3 separate regions of the Anser cygnoides genome follow, and regions 1 and 3 are each linked to region 2. The links are chromatin contacts, called in public Hi-C maps. All regions are on one chromosome and are shown on one strand. Each heading gives the region's core, a stretch centred on a gene start, on an enhancer-like site or on the middle of the called end of the contact. The rest is flanking DNA. Distances are from core to core; before and after follow the strand shown. Region 1 has its middle 49 kb from the start of LPP. Region 2 overlaps LPP (LIM domain containing preferred translocation partner in lipoma). Region 3 has its middle 71 kb from the start of BCL6.

What was found. A called contact is a pair of places that touch in the nucleus more often than the background predicts.
Region 1: a Hi-C map of liver shows a contact between it and region 2, with 2.3 times the contacts expected there. The contact joins two enhancer-like sites. A contact is called at or near these places in 2 of 7 Hi-C or Micro-C datasets (both in liver).
Region 3: a Hi-C map of liver shows a contact between it and region 2, with 7 times the contacts expected there. The contact joins two enhancer-like sites. A contact is called at or near these places in 2 of 7 Hi-C or Micro-C datasets (both in liver).

The regions. Positions count from the first base shown.
Region 1 is chr9:16,239,848-16,243,917 of Taihu_goose_T2T_genome, reverse strand. No RefSeq gene overlaps it. Among named protein-coding and RNA genes, the nearest start is that of LPP, 49 kb to the right of the region's middle. Within about 2 kb of position 1,562, at least 1 of the 3 cell types and tissues checked has open chromatin away from gene starts, as enhancers often do. A contact at or near this core is called in liver, where this site is marked.
Region 2 is chr9:16,015,850-16,020,213 of Taihu_goose_T2T_genome, reverse strand. All of the region lies in intron 7 of LPP (LIM domain containing preferred translocation partner in lipoma), which reads left to right. Among named protein-coding and RNA genes, the nearest start is that of LPP, 180 kb to the left of the region's middle. Within about 2 kb of position 1,508, at least 1 of the 3 cell types and tissues checked has open chromatin away from gene starts, as enhancers often do. A contact at or near this core is called in liver, where this site is marked.
Region 3 is chr9:16,267,943-16,272,488 of Taihu_goose_T2T_genome, reverse strand. It overlaps the pseudogene LOC136791464. Among named protein-coding and RNA genes, the nearest start is that of BCL6, 71 kb to the left of the region's middle. Within about 2 kb of position 3,213, at least 1 of the 3 cell types and tissues checked has open chromatin away from gene starts, as enhancers often do. A contact at or near this core is called in liver, where this site is marked.

The DNA of each region.
Region 1 (4,070 bases), core at 313-2,812, 220 kb before region 2:
CAATGGTTTATTTGGGGTCATGCTACCTAAATATGGGACCCTGCTCTCACATGGCTGGGTCCAGATAAAGAACAAGGTGGTGTGAGAGAGCAATGTGCTCAAACCCAGGCTGCGAGGGGCAGGGGCTAGTGATGGCATGGCACTGGGGCTGGCAAGCTGCTTTTGCATTTCTTTCTCTCCCAAAATTTGAGGCTGTGTCCAGAGGGATACCTACAGCAATCTGGTTGTTGAGGGAGGAGAAGAAGGTGTTGTGTACTTCCATAGAACAGGGGTCCTGCAAGGATCCATGGCTCATGCAGAAGGGCAGAGCAAATGAATGAGTTTTGTACTGTTCTGGATCCAGTGCTAGTCATATACAGCAAAACCAGCAGGAACCCAAGTAGATACCTTTGGGATCCAAGTGCTTATTTTGATAGTGTGGTTATGTTTGGATTTGTGCTTGTTGTTTTTTCTTTTTTTAAAGGTGTAGTGGATTAATCCTGGCTTGTGCAGTTGTTGTACCGTAGTTTGTTTTTGTGTTGTAAGGGGCTTGGCAATGGTGTCAGGAGACGTGCTCCCTAAGTACTCTTATTATTTATCCTCATTGTACAAGCTGCACCAAATAAGTACCAGGCATTTCCAGAAATTGCTATTGATTGGGCAACTGCGTTTACAAAGCTAATCAATAAGTTTAACCCCCACCATATATTTATTTGTGATACAACTGCTCTCTTTGTGTGCCTCATGTGCTTTCCAGAGCTTGTAATTTGTCCAGTGTAAATAGCTGATTTCATCCTTTTTCCTGGGGAAAAAATAGCCCTGCTATTATAACACTGTGCCTCTTCTGGTGAGGGAGGTGTATGTGTCTTCCTGTCTTTAGGGTGGGTAATTTCACCCTTCACAGGAAGAAGATGAAGGGATGGGAAAGAGCCTTGTTGTTTCCTGAACACCAGAGTTACTGCAGTCTCCTGTGGATTTTTGTCCTTTGGCCTTTTCATCCTACTTCTGTTTCTGCCATAACAACCCCAGCTCTTTTCACATGGCTCTTCCTGTGACTCTACAGCACAGAAGATAACGTAATGCTGTAGAGGGACAGAACCGTGCAAGTGCTTGTTGGACAGGCAGGACATACACCCTGTTTCCAAAGGGTTGTGTAGCATAGGCCTTTCCACAACAGGGACCTCATCTGGGTCTTTATGTCTACTTCCAGGGTTCTTCCAAACGCTGGATACTTCTTGCTGCCAAAATTTCTACTGGTCCTTTAGATATGACCAAATTGGGTCAACAGTTACGAAGTTCAGTGTGAAGGTTGGATGGCTGAAGGGTCATCAGAGTGTCAGTCCAAAAAGTCATCTGTGTGGATGGCTGAATTGCCAAAAATATTTTACTGAAGTCCAGATGTCTGGAAATCAGAAGAACTTGGATAGCTTCCTCTTCTGGTCTCAAATGATTTTGCTCATTCATGCTGCACTGGCAGTTCTAGATCCTCTAGGGTGAGGATGAGAGCACACAAAGCTCTTCTGAAGGATTTCCCCACAAACTGGAAGCACCAGGATTTTGCAAGATCATCTTCTGTAGTGTGGGACTATGACTAAATAGACCTTGGTGGTTCTTGCTTCATTACAGATGACAATGCCCTGTGTGAACTTGGATATGTGAATGCCCCCACCTCTGTTCTCCAAGGAGAAACAGACCCACACTTGACCTCTGAAACCCAATGCTCCAACGCTTCTCCAGAATTTCCCACTCTGATCTGTACAGTCACCACAAATTGGCCCAATTTTGGACTTCCCTCTTGCAGAGAGTGGCCATTAGATCCAACAGGCTTACGTGCTAACAAGGTTTTTCCAGGATTTTGAGATTTTTCTTAGGAACTATTGCTCTGATCGTAAGGCCAAAAATGAGGTAGTGCAGAAAGTGGTGTGTAAGAATGTTAATTATTTCCCGAACAGTAATACTGGTAGTTTCTATTGTATTCCTTCAAAAAAAAGAACTTGTTGACCTTCTTCAAACATTGTAAACAAGGAAGCTGAAGTCTCAAACAACCCTGTTTCTAAAAGCTTCTTGCAAAAATCAATGATCAGGCAATAGTGTGCCCTGTGTACGAGATTGTGGGAGTTATCAGAAGTTAGATACTGCTTGGCCAGTTGGATGAGCGTCCAGCTGGCACCCAGCCTGAAACATGCCATAGCAAAAGCTGCTTCTTGCTCTGCTGGTAGTTACAGGACATGGGAAGGAGCTGATCTTGTTGGAAAGGGGGGAGAGTTTGGAGGATGTCATCAGTCCTGGAAGCATGGGCTGGGAAAGGGGCAGGTCATAGGGCCTGCAGAGGGGATCTTGGAGCACTGTGTGAAGGGAAGTGTGGGGGACACCAGGGTAGATGTGCTGGTGAAGTGAAGTCACACAGGATGTAAATTCTTGAATTGTGGAAAGAGGAATGCTGATGCCTGGAATGGCTTGGGTATTGATGATAAAACGTGAGAGATTAAATACTTGGTTTCTCATTCTAGGACTCCTGATGCTCACTTTCATCAGACTTTTAAAAGATGGTGTCTTTCTTTGGCAGTAGGTACAGTATAATGGTATATCAGGAAAGTAAAACTGACCTGTGTATAACTAGTGCTTCTGCTTAATATATGAGAAGGCTTACAGGCGGTGGAACTTAACTCCCAAAATATAAACCTTTGTCTTCTGACTTTACCTCAGATTATTTTAATTCAAGACTCTAGAAACAATTGCAATTAGCTCCTATTCCTTCCTTTTGCTCCTCTTTATACTCAGTTCCTTGTCCACACCCTCAGCTTCTTGGATCATTGACTCAGATGTTTAAATGGAAAAATACCCAGCTCAAGTTTATTGCAATGAGCAGAAGCAAAGAGGGTCTCTGTAAATATCTTGGTTCTTTGTATGCAGCTGGGTTCCCCTTTGTTTACTTGACTTCCCCAGTTATTTTCAAGCTGCTAAGGTCATTGCTAGTTAATAGTTGGCTAGAAATCAATAGACAGAGATGGTTAAAGATAAGTTTTAATAATGAGCGCAATCAAATTCTAGCAACTTTTATCTCTCTGCTGCTGCCAGTGGTGGCTGGTTTTTGTGCAATGACTACATTCATTTTCCAGCTGCACAAACTTCAGTGTTTTTTATCTTTGTAAAATACAGCTACCATAGCCCACCCTGGTGCCTCATGGTTAATGCTCTCTTGCTAGAGAACTGAGTTCAAGTGTGCTAAATGACTTCCATCAGTTTCAACAGGGTTTCCACCCAATGTTCACTGTTACCCAGGTAAAACAACTTCAAGATATCGCTGGAGTTAGCTGGAGATGGAGCACTGTCATCTCTTGACTCATCTTTGAACAGATGGAGAGCTTCTCCAAGTCCTGGTGAGCATTTCTACGAAGTTCAGCTGTCCAATGCATTCAGCACCTTCAATTGAGCATTATGTTGCAGCTGGATTTTTAACAGTTAAGCTCCATCTTGGAAGGGAGAACAGAGGGCTAGGATTTATGCCTTTAAGGTCCTGGTTTGCTTGGTTCAGAGTGTGCAGAGCAGTGCAAAATCTAACTGCTATTCCTCACCTGCTGGACCTCATTACATGGAAAACCAGATCTCTTGCAAATACCTCTCATGTTGAGTGATCATTAAAACACGTGTGTTGAAAGCATTCTAGAGACAGTGGCTGCTGCTGGGCTTTGGATCAGGTGCTGCATGATGCTGCTTGTGCTGGAGGTTCCTCAGCTCCCTGTAGCTTGCCAGGCAGTCCCGTGCCTGGCACCAGGTTCTCTTCCTGTGGGCTTTGCAGCATGTTTTTGGGTTGTGATGCAATGGCATGCTGTCCTGCTGCAGCAGACTCACCCAGATAGGCATGGCTGGCACTTGTGTGTGCTCAAGCAAGTAAAAACCTTACTCTCTACTGAAAGCCCTCTCAGATGTTTTCACAAATATAATGGGCTATGGGGATGGTCTGGGCTTGGAGTGCATACCAGGAATTTGAGGGACTCTCGCTCAGTTCTCTGTTCTGTCCCAGACTTCATCTTCTGCCTCAGGCAAGTTACGTCAGTGCAGTGACTCAGTTCCCTCGCAGTACAATGGAA
Region 2 (4,364 bases), core at 259-2,758:
GCGGTTCCCGTCCCCAAAGGCGGTGACAATCCCGCCTCGCGTGGGTGGCGGTGGAGATGGTCCCAAGGTTAAAGCTTTCTAGGAGCGCTGCCGCAGGCGTGCTGGCTGCTAGCGGGGCACGTCTGTCACGCTGTCCCTGCCACGCCTGCGGGCAGAGGAGCGTGCACAAGGCAGGGATGTTCAGCCGCGTACGTGTGAGTTGAGAGGCGTAGCCAACAGATGAGCTCATGGATGTTTGGATTTGGCCTACGTGTACAAGCAGGGGAACCTTCCTGTGTTCATCAGCTCCAGCCGGCGCGTGCAGCGAGCTGACACTGTTCTGATTAGCAGATGCTTGAATTGGTTGCATCTGCTGGTATGTATTAAAGCATAATCCTTTTGATAAGAGCATGTCCGTGAAGGTTTTTAAAGGAAATTTAAAAAGATCCAAGATTATCAGCTCATCACAGATGAACAGGATAAGAGTGACCTTTGCAGGGTATTATTTCTTTCTGTTGTGCTATCATCAGAGTGAAAATAAAACACCACCACTCCTGCTTTTCTTTTTTTCTGGATAACCAAGTTCACAGAAATCTTGGGAAGGTTTGTTTTTCCCTCTTTTTTTTTTTTTTTAATTTCTGCATCCATTTGGGTTTTCTGCCTACGTGCTTGGCTCCACCACCTAGATGACGACTGGTGTTGGATATATTGGACTTTAAAATCTGTGCAGGCATCTCAAACTTGTGTGTGGATAAAGGCAAACATTTACTTTGGGATCAGTGATAAAAAAACAAATAGTACCTCATAATTTGGTCTTTTTTCCTTCTGCATTCGTGATTGTTTTGTTGTGAGTGGTTGAGAGCTGGGCTCTTGCTTTCTAGAGCTGTTCAAGGCCTTCTACCTATTGTTGTGTTTTGTTTTCTATCTTTTTCCCCACAATGGGACCAGGCTGCTGTATACCATCAGCTCAGGAAGCCTGTCATCATTTCCCCATCCTCAGTGTTTGGCACTCGCAGTGGTTTGGCACTCATCTCAAAGGGACCCAGCGCGCTTCACAAGCTGTCCACGTGTCCGGCCAGCAAAGTGCAGCCGCCGCTGGGGCAGAGACCTGCGCTTCGCCGGGCCACTGGCTCTGCTCGCATCCTTACACAGGTCGATGCATCTGAGTGCTTCGGCGGCATTAGATTTACCACTGCGACAGCCCTGTGAAGTACAGAAGCATGCTCTTTCCCAGGTGAGGGAGAGACCGAGGCACTGGGAGATGAGATGACTTGGTTTGTGCAGGGTCACCAGAGGAGCTGAGGGCAGACCGTGGGCTCCCCGCCACCATGTCACTGATTTATCCTCCTCTTGTAGCACGTGTGGATTGAGGGACAGAGAGTACATGGGGACATCTCCTCTCAAGAGGCACAGAGAGGGGTCTCAGGTGTGGGGTGATACATCAGTGTCTCTCTCAGAGTGTGTGAACCGGGCAGAGGCAATAAAAACCCTTAGCTTTCTTCTGTTGGAGGGTGTTGCTTGATACACAGCTACAGTTTTGTGATCTTGCTGCCGTGTCTTGTGAGTAAATCCTGAAGGATTCAAACCCCCAGGCCCAGAAATCTGTAGCCCCCTGGACCTATAGCATCACTGATGTCACCAGCACTTGAGGAGTGGGAAGTTGTTTTCCCCACCTGTGTAATTCTGAAGGAATTTTATGAAGTTGCACTTAGTCCTGTGGCACAAATCAGTGATTTTTTTGCCCTCTGCAAAGAAATAGCTGGCACATTTGGAAATGAAAGCACATGGATTATTTCTTCCCACCATCAATGTCTGTCAATTGGCTCCTCCAGATGTACAAATTGAGTCCAGCATCTGCTTTCAAGGGTCTGAGGGAGGGGTACGTGCATGTAAAAATCAGTGGCTGGGGAGGAGGGAGCAGACCTGTGTCCCTCGGGGAGCTGCGGTGTGGAGCTGGTCCTCCTCACCTCCCCATGGCCCATGGGCTGGCCCCAGGCACACGCAGGGAGCTCCAAGCTCCAAGCCCACTGCGTGTCAACCTGAACTTTTGCTCTTCCAATCTGTACTGTAACCAGGATCCCTGACCTGAAAGGCGGATTGTTTGGCTGATACACACAGATAAGTGCCAAGGCTAATTCTAGGAGAAGGGAAGCAGGAGGGGCGGTCAGGAGAGGTAAGGAAGGAGAACAGGAAGGGTCAGTCTGCTCAAGATGCAAGGCACAAGTCCATAGGAAATGAGGCTTCCTTTGCTCTGCTCTTGATGGTTGCTGTTCCTTTTGTGTTGGCTGTTTCTCCTCTGCACACCCTAGGAACCAGCTGCGTTTCCCTCCCAGTCAGGGAAAGGAAATAGCTCAGAGCCAAGGGAACAGCACAGCAACTTAGAGAAACACCTGCATGGCAATGCATCACTTGGGACTTTGCTCCCACTGTGCCTGCACTGGATGTCTGCCCCAGGCCATTCCCACCACAATGGGAGTGATGATTTTGTGCTTTGTGTGTTACGCCTGCAGCAAGGAGAGCGTTGCCTCGATAGTTGCCTTTCAGCTTAACTCTATCCAGAGACCACCAAAGGGCTGGCACTGATGCTGCTGATGTGAGTTCCTGTTGAGTTGTGCTCTTGAAAAGAGGAGGGCAACTAATTTCTGTGGTTGCAGTTTCTAAATACATTTGAAAGGTGAAGGCTTAAATATTCTAGGGAGCCCTAGCATTTATAGTATGGCCTTTACAAGTTTATCTTGGTTGCTTCCTGGTGCCAGTTTGCGTAAGCTGTTGCAGATTTCGCACATTTATCTTTGTAATGCCTTAAGGAAGGAGAGATTTGATTCTTCTTCTGTTCTACAAATGAAAAGCTGAAGCAGAGCTGATGCACAGAAATGCAGCTCATTGTAAAGGAGGGCTTTGGACATAGATCTGTGACGTTCTGGGGTAGTTCTGTCATTTGCTGGTCTGTCCTGTCCATACAACGGTCTGTCCTACTGGCAAGAGAGGACCTCTCCCTGGAGCCCCTGCTGGCCAGCCCAAAGGCAGAGCAGAGCTGCTCCCAGCCTCCTTTCAGGTAGGGGAAAAAGAGGGCTGCCTGGAAGCAACCAGTGCCCTACAAAAAAAGTAAGAGCTGGCAATGCATTTTCTACATTAGACCCTGCTACCAGTGCATAAATAAACATGATACATTTATGGCCTGAACATATCTCAGGATTGTTGCAAGATGTTCCTAGTTCAAAACCGTTAACCATTAGAGGAAGAGACAGATGTATCTGCGGATAGTTTAAGGGGCTGTGTCTATATTTTCTCTTATTGATCGCCTTTTGCCTTCCTGTCTGGAACCCTTTGAGAGATGACTGTGGTGCTGAGATGCACCGTCTCTGTACATTAAAGCTGCCTAGTCTAAGAAAAAAAAATACACAAAAAACACAACTGAAACCCAGCCCATATCTGAAAGCTATGAATTGATAGATTCTTCAGATAGCTCTTCAAATAACTGTAAATTACTCCAGGCTGTTAGAGTTTCATTGTAAGGAGGTTCCTTCCTTGAGTCAGACTTCTTTGCATCACAGTAAAATGCAATTAGATGACGTACATATTGTGGCTTGGAAGCACTTACCATTTTCTTAGCCTTATGTTGTCAACTTTTGCTCAATAACAGGCTTGTGGACTGTGTCACTGTGCCTGTGTTAGCATATATTATCACCATATGGTGTTTCAATAGTGAATAGGAGACATCTATGAGTATGTAAAAGGATGAAATGGAAAAAATATTACAGCAAGATAAGCCTAACATGCTGCTTCACAGCTGACAGTGAGTACTCTAGCTGCCATTTCTATGGGAAATCAATAACGTGTTGCTCCAATGAGTATTACTGTCTTCTCCTGCAGATTTAAAAACAAAACAACAAAACACCAAGAAACAAACAGACAAAAAAAAAACACAGAAGCAGACCTGGCCAGAAAAAAATGAGATTTTGATGCAGGTGTTAGAAATATTTTTGCCAGTGTTTGCAATCTGAGACTGCCCGAGCAAAATAGTTTGTCTTAGCATGAATTCTTTGCACAGAAAGTAGTAGTTTCTTTTGGATAAGTACAGCAAGAACAAGGGCAGTTTGTGCAGTTTTTATGGCATTATACATGTAAAGACAGGTCGGATTGTTGCAGTCATCTTATCTGGTTGTTAGCATAGCCCAGGTCAGCGACCCTGCTATCTTGTCATAAATAGCACCGGTGTTTATCTTTGGGTTGATGTCAGACCGGGTATCTTGTCCCCTTTGGAATGATTTATAAGAAGTCGATGAGAGGCTGCTGCTGTCCCAAGGAGGGAGCCCTGAAGAACTGCCATCTTGCAGACCAGCAAGCACTCCAGTCTTCCTAGGGGCTCAAGCAATTTTGATTCC
Region 3 (4,546 bases), core at 1,964-4,463, 250 kb before region 2:
CCCCTTCGCCTCCCAGCTGGGAACATGGGTTATGTGACAGCCCACCTGCAGCACTGCTGCTTGCCTGGCACAAGAACTGCCTTAAACAGCCTGGCAACCGCAGGCAGCCCACAGGGCACGGATTGCCCAGCCCCGGAGGTGTTACCCCATCTGCTAGTCTGAAATGCTACAGCACCAGGTGTGGGACCTGCGAGGAAGCTGCTGCAGGAACGCTGTGAAATAAACACTACGCCTTCCCTGCTCCTGTCCCTCCAGATGAGGGACACCCTGCGGGATGCAGGATGCTGAGCCAGCATCCACCAAGGACCATGGCCAGGATGTGCCCCTGCCTGCATCCATGTGGCAGGATTCATCCCCCTTCTGCCAACAGGCAAAGGAGCAACACAGATTGGATTTTACAGAGGAAGAAACCAGAAACGGAGAGGTTTAACCACACTGCTTTTCCTGAGTTGCCCAGTCCCTGCAGAGGACCAAAATGAATCCAGGTTTAGTCTGGGCTGGATTCTCCTGAGTTTTTCTCCCCTAGCTGCACAGCAGCTGATCCATATGCTGATGCTGTTTCTTGGTTGCTGCAAGTAAATGGTATTTACCTGCAGAAAGCAATCTCTGGGAAAAGCTATTTTTTATTAGGACAGGGAAAAAAAAAAAAGAAAAAAAAAACAAGCAAAGAAACAAACAAAAAAACCCACAACAACTCTAGAACAGGCAAGTTTAAACAAAGCTGTTACCAAAGGCAACTCTTCTCTGACTCTGTAGCCTACAGTAGGTCTGTGCCACCACAGAGAGAGTGGCACTGCTAAAGCCAAGGATCGAAAGAAGTGCAAAAATGCATTGGCAAGGCAGCAAATATTCCCACCTGGAGACCTTGCAAACCTGCCACAGCCAGGCTCTGCCTAGCTCTGCAGCAGGGGAAGGCACTGACTGCTTTCAAAATGGGGTCTCCTCCCATATTCTCATGGACGATCTTTGCAGCCCTCCTTTTGTAATGCTGTCCTTTTCCCTGACACAGGGGGCACTTGTGCCAGCTCCTCTGCAAAGGCCAAGTGAGGTTGCATGTGCAAAACCAGGGCATCTTTTAACAGCCCACACCAACAGGAGGTGGGTGAGGTAGAAAACTCACTGCATATCCCTCCCTAAGAAAAAAAAAAAAAAATAAAAAAAATAAAAAAAAATATATCCTATAGCCTTTGAACCTTTTTACATGCATAAGCCCAGGCTGCAAAGCATGGGGATGCTGCTGGGTACTTTTAGGGGCTGATGGCTGCTCCTCCCCGCACAAACTCCCCCAGATGCTGCCGAGGAATGGAGCAGCAGTTGGTTATTATTTTTAGCCCCCCGTCCACGTGGTCTGAGGATCAGATGCACATTCCCAGATGCTCATTCCACAGATGCCGAGATCCCCCCAGCCCACACCGTGTGGATGCAGCGAGCTGTGGCAGTGCCAGTGGTAATGGTGGGGACCGGTTATCCGGATCCCCCTGCCCCACAGTGGGGTGTACCCACACGTACATGTGCACACACACACCACCTGCTGTGCTCAGGAAGCCTCCACTGAAACAGGCTTTCTAGGAAAATGGAATAAATACAGGCAAGGAAGTCAAACTGAAGCCGTGCATCAGGGCATGTGTACGCTGCCATGTGGCTTGCATCCCCCGCAGGCTTCGGCCTGCTGGAAGGAGAAGGCCCCGGGGCAGCCCTGCTGGGAGGTGTTGTGACACAGGACATGGACAACATGAGTCCTGCCTGGCTGTCAGAGGCAACACAAGATCCAGTGGCCGCTATCTGAAGCCAGACCAGTGCAGATTAGGCCTAAGGTGCCTTGCTGTCAGGAGGCCAATTAACCACAGCCCTGGAGGCCATGGTGGATTCTCCACTGCTGGCAAAGGCCCTGCTTGCATTTGGGCGTATTTCTGAAGGCTCTGCTCTTGTTCAGGTGCAAATATCCATCTTGCAGAAGCACTGGTAGGGGGTAGGCCTGAGGGCAGCGCTCCACAGGCGGCCAGCAGCACTGGAGCATTTGTACTGGTGTCAGCTCTGGCATCAGCCAGGATTTGGGCTGGCACCAACACCAAGAAGCCTTGGCAATAAGGCCTAAGGTACCAGAACTCTTCTGGCCTCCATGGTGGATGTCCAGCAGCCTTAAAACCGATGACAGGACACAAGGAGCACGAGGATACAAGGTAGGCCGGCCCCTGCTGCCATGCGCTGGGTGCCCAAGTTTGAGCACTGTAAGAATGTGGTGACTTTGTTTAGGGAAAATGGTGTTGTCTTGCAAAGGCTTTTCTCCTGGCTTCTGTCCCTTAAGCTAGTTTCTGACTGGTAGATAGCTATGGCGTGAATCACCTTCTTTGTGCCTCAGTTTCCCTGACTACAAACTAGCTGAGAGACTGTGCTCGTTGTCATTTATTCAGTCATAGTGCTCCTGAGGGAGGAGGGGAGGAGCTCTCTGAAGCAAACCTGGAGCCTTAATGCCCACAACCTTCCAGGGGCGAAGCCTCACGGCTCTTGATATCACACTTCTTACCAGCACAGTCATCTTGAGAGAGTTGTTGCGAGACCCAGAGAGGCTGCAAGCCCACGGACAGCCAGCGGCTGTGACCGCAGCTCATTGCTTTGTGCTGTGCACCTCCCTCCAGCTCTGCTTGTCCCTGGTGCATCCCGACCCCCAGCACCGGCTGGAGCAATCGCCATGGGGCTGTGGGGTTGTGGGGTTGTGGGGCTGTGGGGCAGGCTCTGGGAGTACTGGCCATGCATACTCCAGAGGCTCTGCATAGCCAGCCTGAAAGGAAAGGGGGAGAAGGGGAAAGAGATTTTTGATTACTTAAGCTTCAGGCTTTTGGCAACCCACAACATCTCTGGGGAGCGGGTAATCCTTTCCTAGACCCAGCAGTATCTCGGCATGTAGAGGGGAGCCCTGTCATAACCCTCACCAGGGCATGGCGTTCTTCCCATAACAAAACTTGGACACACTCAGGCTATTAAGCAGAGGAAACGTTCGTTGCTTTTATTAATAACCTTAAGAGCCCCGTGCCTTCTGTTGTTTAGCAGTAAACTCGCAGCCCCACACAGAGAAGATTTGCTGATGATCCCTCCGCTTCCCAGTAGACTCTTTTGAAACGTACAGCACCATTTCCTGCTGAAGTTCGGTAATTCCTGAATTACTGTGGAGGCCCCAGCCCCAGGCTCTCCCTGTCTGTGGGTCTGGAGCACTCTCCTCTGCTGTAAAGGACAAAGAGGGGATCAGGCTTTTCTGCCTAATCTCCTGCACAGCAAACAAGAACCACAAATATTGTTAAATAATCTCATGAAAAAAAATCTGGTTACTACTCCAGCCCTTACAAAGCATTTCCCTGTGCCCACCGCTGCCCTTTAAACTCCAAACAGCTAAAGTGGGACCTGCTTTCCTGGCTGAAGACAGAATTGATTTCCTCTTTGTTTGTTATTGTGTCTGGTAGCCTTCTATCCGTAAAACTTGTGTACCCATAGACAAACACACGCAAACACATTCAGAGACCTCCTGTCCATGCCAAATCCCATCCCTCCTTCCAGAGAGAGCTGTGGGCAACAGTGGTTGCGTTACCCTGAGGCTGGGACAGCTGGCTTCAAGCCTGGACTCTATCCCAGATCTGCAGGAGTCACTTTTTCAATGCTCCATGCCTCAGTTTCTCTGATGGGAGCAAAGGAACAGCGATTCTGATCTCCTTCACAAAATGCTCCCAGATCTATAGACAAGAAGAGCTGAGCTGTGGCGGTGGTATCAGAGCCTCCCTATTCCATCATTATTTTGCATTACTTTGATGCCCTTGAAATCAAAATATCGCTCTGTGATTTCATTAGTTTTCAGGGAGGATATCAGCAATCTTTCTCAAGTGCGTGCATGCGTCAGGTGAGGGGCTGAGGGTGGTGGAGGTTACCTGAGATGAGTATTAATGACTAACAGCTTCAAGCTCAGACACCAGAAGTGAGAACATCTAAATCTAGATCGAGGCACTTAATTAGACTTTTATTAAACTTCCTTCAGCACATGGGCAAAATTCTCCCTAGCTTTGTGAATCTTATAATACTAAAAAATATGTTGCCCTTTCACACCTAGGAGCATGTTACTCCAACTTTGCTGCAGGTTGAGTTGGTATTCAAGGAGCAGTACTGCACAGTTTCCAGCTCCCTCTGGGCTCATTTAATTGCTCACACCACTAAGATTTAGGCACACTACCAGTGGTGTTTTGGTGGATCAAAGTCCTGATGCAATCAATGTCTTTGCAGGGCCAGGCTGTCAGCTGGCCATTTTTGGCTACTCGTTTCAAGGCGAGCAGCCTGCTTTGCACTGGGATCTTTGCACAGCTCCGACCCAGAATGTGTGAACGCAGAGGATGGAGATCCCTGCTGCAAGCTGCTGGGGAGCCCAGCCCAGTCAGGACTCACATTCCCCCGCATTTTGTCCCTGTGCCTTTGGTAATCAATATATAAACCCTCATTTAGCATGGCTCAGGCAGGTGGTCCTCTTGTCTTCTTGTTGCCATGGCCCTGCCTGAGATAACACACAGAA